Regions from separate parts of the Pan troglodytes genome. Here region 2 is linked to region 1. A link is a contact called in public Hi-C data. All regions are on one chromosome and are shown on one strand. The core of a region is the stretch at or near the end of the contact, and the rest is flanking DNA. Distances in the headings are between cores, read along the strand shown. Region 1 holds the start of NMNAT1 (nicotinamide nucleotide adenylyltransferase 1). Region 2 overlaps CTNNBIP1 (catenin beta interacting protein 1).

Region 1 (5,156 bases), core at 953-3,452:
TACCACCTAATCTATTAAAATTGGCATAAGTCATCTATGATCATTAATGATATGCAAACATAAACAAGTATTATACCCAGAAGTGTAATTTATTGTAGCTACATCTTATGTATAATAGTTTAGTGGATTTTTCCTGGAAATTGTCCATTTTAATTTTTCTCTTTAAGTCTGTGGAATTTTCCAGTAAAAGTCGAGGCAAACCCAAGATGTAACTGACAATGTCTTTTCAGAGTTAGTTTCCTACAGTCTAACCACACTGGATGACTTGCTGTTCCAAAAATATCATGCACTCTTTTGAGCCTGCATTTTTTTTTTCTACCTATGAAGCCCAGTTCATTCTTCAAAGTCTAGTTCAAGCGTCACCTTCTCTACAAGGTCTTCCTTGATTTCCTCCCAATCACTAGGTTGTGAATTATTTAAGTAGGGATTTTACCTTTTCTTTCGTTCGTTCGTTCGTTCGTTCTTTCCTCTTTCTCTTTTTTTTGATGGCGTCTCACCGTCACCCAGGTGGAGTGCAGTGGCATGATCTTGGTTCACTGCAACCTCTGCCTCCTGGGTTCAAGTGACTCTCCTGCCTCGGTCTCCCGAGTAGCTGGGAATGTAGGTGCCCGCCACCACGCTCAGCTGATTTTTGTACTTTTAGTAGAGATGAGGTTTCACCATGTTGGCCAGGCTGGTCTCAAACTCCTGACCTCAGGTGATCCGCCCGCCTCAGCCTCCCAAAATGCTGGGATTACAGGTGTAAGCTATCGTGCCCAGCCCTTACCTTTTTTTTTTTTTTTTTTTTTTTTGAGATGGAGTCTCACTCTGTCGCCAGGCTGGAGTGCAGTGGCACGATCTCGGCTCACTGCAACCTCCGCTTCCCAGGTTGAAGAGATTCTCCTGCCTCGGCCTCCCAAGTAGCTGGGATTACAGGCACGCACTACCACGCCCAGCTAATTTTTGTATTTTTAGGAGAGACGGGTTTCACCATATTGGCCAGGATGGTCTCGATCTCTTGCCCTCGTGATCTGCCTGCCCCGGCCTCCCAAAGTGCTGGGATTACAGGCGTGAGCCACCGCACCCGGCCTTTACCTTTTCTTTATACACCAGCATCCAGCACAATCTTGGACAGACAAAAAGTGCCGAATAAACAACTGGTAGATGAATAATGAGAATTGATTGCTTCTTCTTTAGCATTCAAATCTTTTTTTTTTAATTTTTTTTGAGACGGAGTCTCGCTCTGTCGTCCAGGCTGGAGTGCAGTGGCGCGATCTCGGCTCACTGCAACCTCAGCCTCCTGGGTTCAAGCAATTCTCGTGCCTCAGCCTCTCCAGTAGCTGGGACTACAGGCATGCGTCACCACATCTGGCTAATTTTTGTATTTTTAGTAGAGATGGGGTTTCACCATGTTGTCCAGGCGAGTCTCGAACTTCTGACCTCTGGTGATCCACTTGCCTCAGTCTTCCAAAGTGATGGGATTACAGGCGTGAGTCACCGCGCCCAGCTCAAATCTTATTCTCTATTTAGCACTTATTTCTGCCTTTAATTATATATGATTTTATTATAATACGTTATCTCCTCTGACTAAACTCTGGAGAACAGAATATGAGTCTGATTCCTCTCTCAGCTTTCTCAGTACCTAATACAGAATAGAACGTCGATAATTTGGTCACGTATATAAAGGCTCAACATATTTTAAGGAGCTAAAGCTATTCTGAATACATTTCAGTAAAAATGGGTGCATTTTAAAAGCCTTAACCTGGTACTACATTAGTTGAGATTTATCCCCGAAAGATAAACTCGTTGGCACCACCTAGTAGTCACTAAATGTGGTGCACTTTTACGAAACTACAGAAACCGCTCTCAGACACTGTATCTGGAGCGGAGGGTCCTCATTCATGCTCACCTGTCTCTTAGTACTCTGATCTCTGCACAGTGCCGACCGGTCTCAAATTGCACAAACCTCCAGTTCTTGACGTTCCGAGTGTCATAAACTTCAGGAAAATGAAATTATTCATCAGGACTACAAAAGGCTCAAAGTTCAAACCACCTCGGGGTGGAGATGCTGGAAAAAAGGAAACCATTAACAAGTAATTGTATTTGCTATATATAAACTTGCCCTAAGGCAGTCCAGGTAACTTCCACTTGAGCAGCCTGAGACATCAAGGACGGGGGCACTTTCCCCCTCGACTGCGCCTACCGCAGCCTTTCTGAGTTTCTTCCTAGCGAGGCCGAGAGGGTCTTTGAGGACAATCCCGCATCCGGACACGCCTTGAGGGATGGCGTCAAACCCAGAGGCTTGGAAAAGGTAAGGGCGGAGAGCACGCCTCTTTCTTGAAAGTGAGGAGGGTTTGGCCCAGAACCAACAGGACTGGGTGAAGAATCAGCTCCGGCCACCGCAGCAAATCCCACCCCACGCGGGAACTTGAAGTCCGGCACGTAGGTCCCGCGGCGGCCGGGCTCCAACAGGCCCCAATTGCCACCAGAGGTAGCCGTAAACCCACGGTCCCCGAAACTCCTTCCGGGCCTCCCTGACAAAAACTGGGACAACCTCCTTAGGCCCCCGGGATCCCCCCTGTGCCGCCTGACCGCCCGCCAGTCCCAGAGTTTAGGGCCAGGGGCCCCGCCTACCTGAGGGCCCTGGCCTGGCGGACCGCGCCGGGGGAGCACTTCCGCTGGACGCACGCACTTCCGGCCCCCTGGAACCAATGAGAGTGCGACCGAGATGTTCCACTCGCTGGCGTCCGGGCCGCTGGTGATCTCCGGTAGCACTCGGGCCGGCGGACAGTGAGGGCGCGGTAAGCTCCCCGCAAGGAGCCCCTGAGAAACTGGTCCCTTTTTGTCCTAGATATAGGGGAGTCCAAGATGGTGTGGTGGAGTCTTTAGAGTCGAATATGACCCGAGGCAAGCTCATATTCAGGTTTGGGGCAAGGAGCTTTGATTGACCCTTAATTTTTTCAGTGGAACGGAAAACTTCGGTAAAATAGCTTCTGACCTTCGGAACAGATGGATTCACCTTGGAAAGGAAAAATCTCTTTCTAGAAGAGTCTTGAGGTCTGGCACCTTTAGGCTTAACGGGGGACGGCTGGGCGTCAGAGGAGGAAATCCTTCATTCCGAACGACTTCCCTTTCCTCCTAAATCCTTCTTTCCAAATCTGTAAAAGACTACATCTACTTTGCTGGAGGTGGTTTGACACTCATGCTCCTTGAGAAGGAGGTAATGAGCTGTAGGGCAGCTCTTAAAAAGTTACCCTTGGCCGGGCGCGGTGGCTCACGCCTGTAATCCCAGCACTTTGGGAGGCTGAGGCAGGCGGATCACGAGGTCAGGAGTTCGAGACCAGCCTGGCCAACATAGTGAAACCCCGTCTTTACTAAAAATACAAAAAATTAGCCGGGCGTGGTGGTGGGCGCCTGTAATCTCAGCTACTCGGGAGGCTGAGGCAGGAGAATCGCTTGAATCCTGGAGGCGGAGGTTGCAGTGAGCCGAGATCGCGCCATTGCACTCCAGCCGGGGCGACAGTTCGAGACTCCATCTCAAAAATAAAAATAAAAAAAAGTTACCCTTGGCTGTCGCGGTGTGACACCTGTAAACCCAGCACTTTGAGAGGCCGAGGTGGGAGGATCATTTGAGCCCAGGCTGGGCAACATAGCAAGACCCTCATAACAAAAAATTAAAAATAAAATTACCCAGAAACTGGTTGGAACTATTTAATGATGGTCTTAGTCCATCTTCCTGAAGTAGTCCACAGAACAACATCAGTGTTCATGGTAGAATTGTTTCATCAGGGCAGTCTTTTTTTAAGTAACAATGTCTTGTTAAAAAACAAGAGCTGTGTTGCCCAGGCTGGAGTGCAGTGGTGTGATCATAGCTCACTGCAGCCTTGAACTCCTGGGCTCAAGCGATCCTCCGGCCTTGGCCCCTCAAAGTGTTGTGGTGATTGGCACAAGCCACCGACAGACCTGGAGTCTGAAGTTAGTTATATTTCAGCTACCCAGGATAAACTTCTAACTGTGATTACCACAGAACTCTACCAAAACTAATTGTTTCTCTTAGTTCTGTCTGATTGTGGAATCTCTTTATTACCATCAATTGTTTTTCAGAGTTATAATTTGAATATGAAACCATTTTTCTAGCCCACCTTAGAGAAGACTGTTGACACACTAGTTGAAATGGTTGCAATAGCCTCTACCTTGCAAGACACTTCAGATTCAAAGAATTTCCTTTGCAAAAGTCGGCCGGGTGCAGTGACTCACGCCTGTAATCCCAGCACTTTGGGAGGCCAAGGCGGGCAGATCACTTAAGGTCAGGAATTCAAAACCAGCCCGGCCAACATGGTGAAACCCCATCTCTACTAAAAATACAAAAATTAACCAGGCGTGGTGGTCCATGCCTGTAATCTTAGCTACTCAGGAGGCTGAGGCATGAGAATCGCTTGAACTCAGGAGGTGAATGCTGCAGTGAGCCAAGATCGCGACGCTGCACTGCAGCCTGGGTGACAGAGCAACTCCGTCTTAAAAAAACAAAACAAAACAAAACAAAAGAAGAAAAAAATAAAAGTACCTATTAATGCAATTATCTTTCAATTTTGATTCATAAATATGTGTGGAAGTGTCAATGTTTTGGGTAAAATGGAATTCACAGTGACAGAGTCAGTGCCATACAAAACAAAACTGGAAAATATACTTTAAAAAAATTATTTGAGCTGGGTGTAGTGGCTCACACCTGTAATCCCAGGACTTTGGGAAGCCGAGATGGGCGGATCACGAGGTCAGGAGTTTGAGACCAGCCTGGCCCCCATGGTGAAACCCTGTCTCTACTAAAAATACAAAAAATTAGCTGTGCATGGTGGCGTGTGCCTGTAGTCCCAGCTACTCGGGAGGCTGAGGCAGGAGAATTGCTTGAACCCGGCAGGCGGAGGTTGCAGTGAGCCGAGATCGTGCTCGTCAGCCTGGGCTACAGGGTGAGACTCGGTCTCAAAAAAATAATAATAATAATTTGAAAAATTTGCTGAATAAACACTTGTTCACAGTGTACTTTCCCTGATTTTTTAATTTTTGTTTTTGTTTGCCCTGTCACCCAGACTGGAGTACAGTGACACGATCACGGCTCACTGCAGCCTTAATCTCTCAGGCTCAAGTGATCCTTGCACCTCAGCCTCCCTAGTAGCTGGGAC
Region 2 (5,156 bases), core at 1,078-3,577, 70 kb before region 1:
ATGGGGCCCTCATCCTAAAAGTGCACACAATAAGCTAATAGCAGCTGCATGCTTGATGCGGCATAGGTCTCTTTCCAGCAACTTCTGCTAAACCCCTACAGCCCAGACTCTATTACACTGTCTGCTCCCCTTCCACCTCCTCCTGGGCCCAGAAAATGGCCTAAGTGATAACTGGGAGCTAGGAAAGAGGAGTAAACTGCCTCAGGAATGGTCTCTGATGAGAAGGACCCCCAGCCACTTCCCAGGGCCAGGCTGCGTCCCAGCATGGGGAAGGCCATAATTTCCTGTGCAGCTGAGCAGGGAAGCTCTGTTCTGGGGTATCACTCCTCGCACTGACCCATTCTCACTTCCTTCCACTTCACTAGATGTGGAGCACTGCCAATCTGGAGCTGGACTCCACACAGCCTTGTGGGGTGAACCTTGCACCCCGAACCTGGGTGTGGATGATGATGCGGTCTCCACCTCTTCCCCAGTGGCCACCTGGATCTGGGTTACTATGTAACCTCCTCATGATCCCCCTACTTCCTTTCTTGTCCTTTTCTCTACACAATAGCCAGAATGATCTTATTATTGATTATTTTTTGACACAGGGTCTCCCTCTGTCGCCCAGGCTGGAGTGTAGTGGCGCGATCATAGCTCACTGCTGCCTCAACCTGCTGGGCTTTAGCAGTCCTCCCAACTCAGCCTCCTGAGTAAGCTAGGGCCACAGGTGCACATCACCACGCTTGGCTAATTTAAAAACATTTTTTTGTAGAGACAGGGTCTTGCTATGTTGCCCAGGCTGGTCTCAAACTCCTGGGCTCAAGTGATCCTCCCACCTCATCCTCCCCAAAACAGATATCACTCCTACCTTAAACCTACCTGAGAATGCATCTCATAATCCTTGCCAAGACCCTGCCAGGGCTCCGCTGTCAGCCCTGCCTCCCTCTCCAGCCTGTCTCTTCTTCCTCTTCCCCTTGCTCTGCCTTCCTGGCACTCGTCTGTTCTAGAACATGCGGAGAAGCTCTTTCCCTCTGGCAGCCTTTGTACTGGGTGTCCCCTCAGCCAGGAACTGGCTTCTTTCCATCCTTTGTCTTGGCGTAAAGGCACCTTCCTAGGGAAGCCTTCCCTGACAGTTGCTCTGGTGCCCAGGAGTACAGTGGTATGATCAGAACTCACTGCAGCCCTGAACTCCTGGGCTTAAGCGATCCTCCTGCCTCAGCCTCCTAACTAGCTGGGACCACAGAAGCATGCCACAACACCCTGCCACTTTTAAATTTTTTTGTAGAAGTCTTGTTATGTTGCACAGCCAGGTTGGTCTCAAACTCCTGGTCTCAAGCAATCCTCCTGCCTTGGTCTCCCAAAATATTGGAATTAACAGGCATGAGCCACCATGCCCGCCTGTCCTGATTTTCTGAAAGTGCCCTGTTGGAGAACTTGCTTATTGTCTCTGCCCACTGCCTACTGCAAGGCCAGGGCCCCCTCTGCTGTGCTCACCCCTGTCCTCCGGGAGACTAGCACTTGGCAGGCACTTAATAAATACTGCCCGCTTGGCTAAATGGAATAGTGAAACAGCCTGTGGTGTCTGAGCTTCTCCCACTCTGCAATATCCACACCCATCTAGGCCCAAATGTCATTGTGTTAAGAGACCAAGTACCTAACCCAGTCTCCCATAACCAAATTTAGCTTTTCCAAAGGACTCACACTTTCAAAGTAGTGGGCCTTGGGCTATTGTGTTCTCCAAAGAACATCTGAAATGCTCCGTAAAGCCTTTGAGCTGGGAGTTAGGGCTTCCAAGAGTAAAAACCTTCCAATTCTGTCCTGTGCCTAAGGGCTAGTTTTCATTTGCTCTCCCCTGGTGAGAGACAGGGTGAAATACAAGGAGCTGGCCACTAGGTGTCGCCAAACACAAAAGCACCAGCATTGCTTCCTCCCCACCCCCAGCAGGTTCTCCCAGGGCTCCAGACCACCCGGTCCGAGCCGACCAGTCCTTAGCCGATGTGGGAAGCCGATCACTCCTGCTCTGGCTCTCCCTATTCCAATCGTACTATCACAAACCACACTCCAGCCCCGGGTCCCAGGGCAAGATCTATTTATTCATTCAGAGAGCCACCCCTGCCCAGGGAAGGACTGGTGTCTGGTTTTTGCCGCCGCATCCACCCAGGAGCCAGTGGTCCAGGTACACAGTAGGTGCTTCCCAGAGGAGCGTCAGTTCCATATCAAAGACTGCTTCCATCACAGACCGCCTCCATGGGGCCGGCTTTACAGAATGTTGCCCTGTCCAACAAGCCTTCTATGAACAGCTCGCACTGATAGGTGCCGCCCCGTCTTCCTGGCTGGTGCAGCCTCGCCGTCCCGGGGACACCTCACACTGGGATTCCTAGGGCTTGGGCTGCCCAGCTGTGGGCCTGCGGTGTCGTCTGCGCCTGCATTTTGGAGCCAGGCTACTCCTGCTTCAACTCACTTCCCTGCAAGAGACAGTTCTTCTCGCTACAGAGAAGACCCTTGACTTGTCTTTTCTAAAAAGCGTGGTCATGGAGAATTCTTCCAGCTCTAGTTTGAGCTGATTCCGCCCTGCTGCCTAACAAGAGGGCACACTCAGGGCTGGATCTGGAGCAGAAATGCAGCCAGGAGCACATGTTCCCACCCTTCCCATTCCAACCCAAACAGAAACACCGTGACTGGCTTACATAATTCTCTCCTCTGCAGTAAGGGTGTCAGTGTGGAGCAAACTCATAATTGGAGAGAATAAATCATAATCAACCCAAACAATACAGACATTTCAGTCATGGTGCTCAACGAGTATATTAAACTATGTCTCTGTTTGTTGCCTATACAAGCAAACGTGCTATTATATTTTTATCACAATTCTGACAAGCATCAGATTCATTTCACTTGAGAAATCTTATTTTCCCCTGTAGGGATCAAAAACTGGTCTCCATTAAACTATGTTTAAATTACATAAACTAAAACTGCAACTAAATTAGACACACTAATTATTCATCCAGTCCTTGAACGTGAGAACCAAAAGTAATGATGGTTCTCAATTATGGTCTCTTGGCTATTCCCATAAACATTCCAGCGTCTAAAATGGGGTGGCGCTTCCACTCCAAATCCTAAGAAAATTTCTATTAGCTGCCCAAGTCAGAGGTAAGCCAAAAAAAGGAAAACGAAAAGAAACAGGCCAGGCACAATGGCTCATGCCTGTAATCCCAGCACTTTAGGAGGCCGAGGCGGGCAGATCACCTGAGGTTAAGAGTTTGAGACTAGCCTGGCCAACATGGTGAAACCCAGTCTCTATAAAAAATACAAAAAATTAGCTGGGCGAGGTGGCGGACACCTGTAATCCCAGCTACTCGGAGACCGAGGCAGGAGAATCGCTTGAACCTGGGAGGCGGCAGTTGCCTGGAGCCAAGATCATGCCACTGCACTCCAACCTGAGCGACAGAGTGAGACTCCATTTCAAAAAACAAAAACAATAAAACAGAAAAGAAACAACAGGCAACTATTAACTATCCAAATGAATGGTGAGGGGACAGGTCCATGGTTATTTATTATGTAGTAGGCAACCACACATTCTGCAAAAAGTGGGTGCCATCCCAGAAAATGACATCTGATTGGGGCAAATACAATGAAAAGACATTAAGGTACATACCTTCAATTTAGACACAGAGACACACTCCTGCTATACACACACACACACACACACACAGTTCAGAGCTGCCTCTCTGTTGAAGGAAGCTTGGCTGGTCAGGAAAGGATGGTGAGGAAGTGGCTCCTGACCACTGTGAAAGGTCCACACAACGGGAGAACTGGCCTTGGCTCCACAGGCCACAACACGTTCTCAGGGAGACACCCAAGGGCATCTGTAAGAGGCACGCTCAGATGCCACACTTCTTCCCAGCCTTTGCAGGGACCTAATCTCGACCACCATGTAATCTCCAGCATTTAAGCAGTTGATTTCACTTTAGAAGAATTAGGAGGTAGTGCAAGAGGGACCTGGAGAACAAGACTGCTGAAAGTCACATGCGGCAGTTGGAGGCTGGACGGCTGTGGCTCCCTGTATGGGTCTCTGTCTGGGAAATGCAACCCATTCTAATAAAGAGCTTTGAAAGCTGGCCTCGCTTTGACAGGCACGAGTGGCCCTGAATACAAACACAGCCACCTGCACTCCTTTTTATTTTTAAACTGGAAGCTAATGCTCTTGAACATCCACATTTATCTATGTTAGAATATCCACTTATACCCAGGGCGGTCTTGCACCTGCTAGGAAGATGTCAAGTAAGCTCAGGCGAGGCCAGGGAGCAAAGCTGCTCCTTCAGACACATGAGCTGCCTCCAGCCCCTGCACTCGTCTTTTGTTTTGTCCATTTTAAAACACATTATGATAGATTCTAATACATTTAAAAATGTACAATTTACACTTTCATGATGTTTACATTGCAAAAAAATACAATGCCATAGAATTGGTGGTTCCTAGAGCTTATATGAAATATTATCCAGAATCTGTACATGTCTTAGCCTAAAAGAAATCAGCAGCACCCTAACATTCTCCAGAAGACCCAACACATCTGGAGAAATGAGCATCATTGGGGCTCACAGTGAAAGGTAACAGATGAGCTAACTTCATGATCAGCCCTGGAGCCTGGCGTCCAAGAGGACTCCTCACCCCCCACCCCACACTACTGTAGGGCCACATTACAGAGTCCTTCCCCTGGGGGCCTTACCTGCTTCTGGAAATTAACTTCAGGCAAACAGGTGCTCAACTGTGAGGGGAGGGCTGTGGCTGGGCAGAAGTAGGAAGGTGCCGCCCTGCAGAAACACAGAACACAGGTTGTGGGAGGAGTCGGGAGGGCCCAGGCAGCTGCCAGGGCTGGGCCTGGAGCACACGCCCCACGCTGAGGATGCACAACCGCTGGCGGGAAGCTCGTGGAGCCGGGCTCTGCCATGGTCCAGAAATACCTGTGTGTCTGGCAAGCCCAGGAAACCCGCACCCACACCTCTGGGATAAATAAGGTGCTGACGGCAGCTCAGCTGGCCTGGCATTTCCGGCCGAAGCAGGTCAGTCCGCTCAACACCACACACCCTGCTCCCCTTGGCTTAGTCACCAAGTCTAATTGAGACGCTGTGTTCAGAGACACTGTGGACCAGAATGCATCACTCCAGGAAAGTTGATGG

Evidence for each region. Hi-C and Micro-C count contacts between places; a contact is called where the count stands out from the background.
Region 2: a Hi-C map of induced pluripotent stem cells shows a contact between it and region 1, with 2.6 times the contacts expected there. The contact joins the enhancer-like site here to the promoter of NMNAT1 in region 1. A contact is called at or near these places in 2 of 7 Hi-C or Micro-C datasets (induced pluripotent stem cells and stem cell-derived neural progenitor cells) and 1 of 1 datasets of contacts at active chromatin or transcription factors (stem cell-derived excitatory neurons).

What each region holds. Positions count from the first base shown.
Region 1 is chr1:222,045,745-222,050,900 of NHGRI_mPanTro3-v2.0_pri, reverse strand. NMNAT1 (nicotinamide nucleotide adenylyltransferase 1) reads left to right here and starts at 2,202. Exons shown (of 5, transcript XM_016953779.4): 1 at 2,202-2,290. It overlaps LZIC (leucine zipper and CTNNBIP1 domain containing), which reads right to left and starts at 2,062. Exons shown (of 7, transcript XM_001161245.6): 1 at 1,889-2,062.
Region 2 is chr1:222,115,667-222,120,822 of NHGRI_mPanTro3-v2.0_pri, reverse strand. It overlaps CTNNBIP1 (catenin beta interacting protein 1), which reads right to left. Exons shown (of 5, transcript XM_001168482.7): 2 at 4,706-4,790. Among named protein-coding and RNA genes, the nearest start is that of CTNNBIP1, 35 kb to the right of the region's middle. Within about 2 kb of position 2,327, at least 6 of the 24 cell types and tissues checked have an H3K27ac peak or open chromatin away from gene starts, as enhancers often do. A contact at or near this core is called in induced pluripotent stem cells, where this site is marked.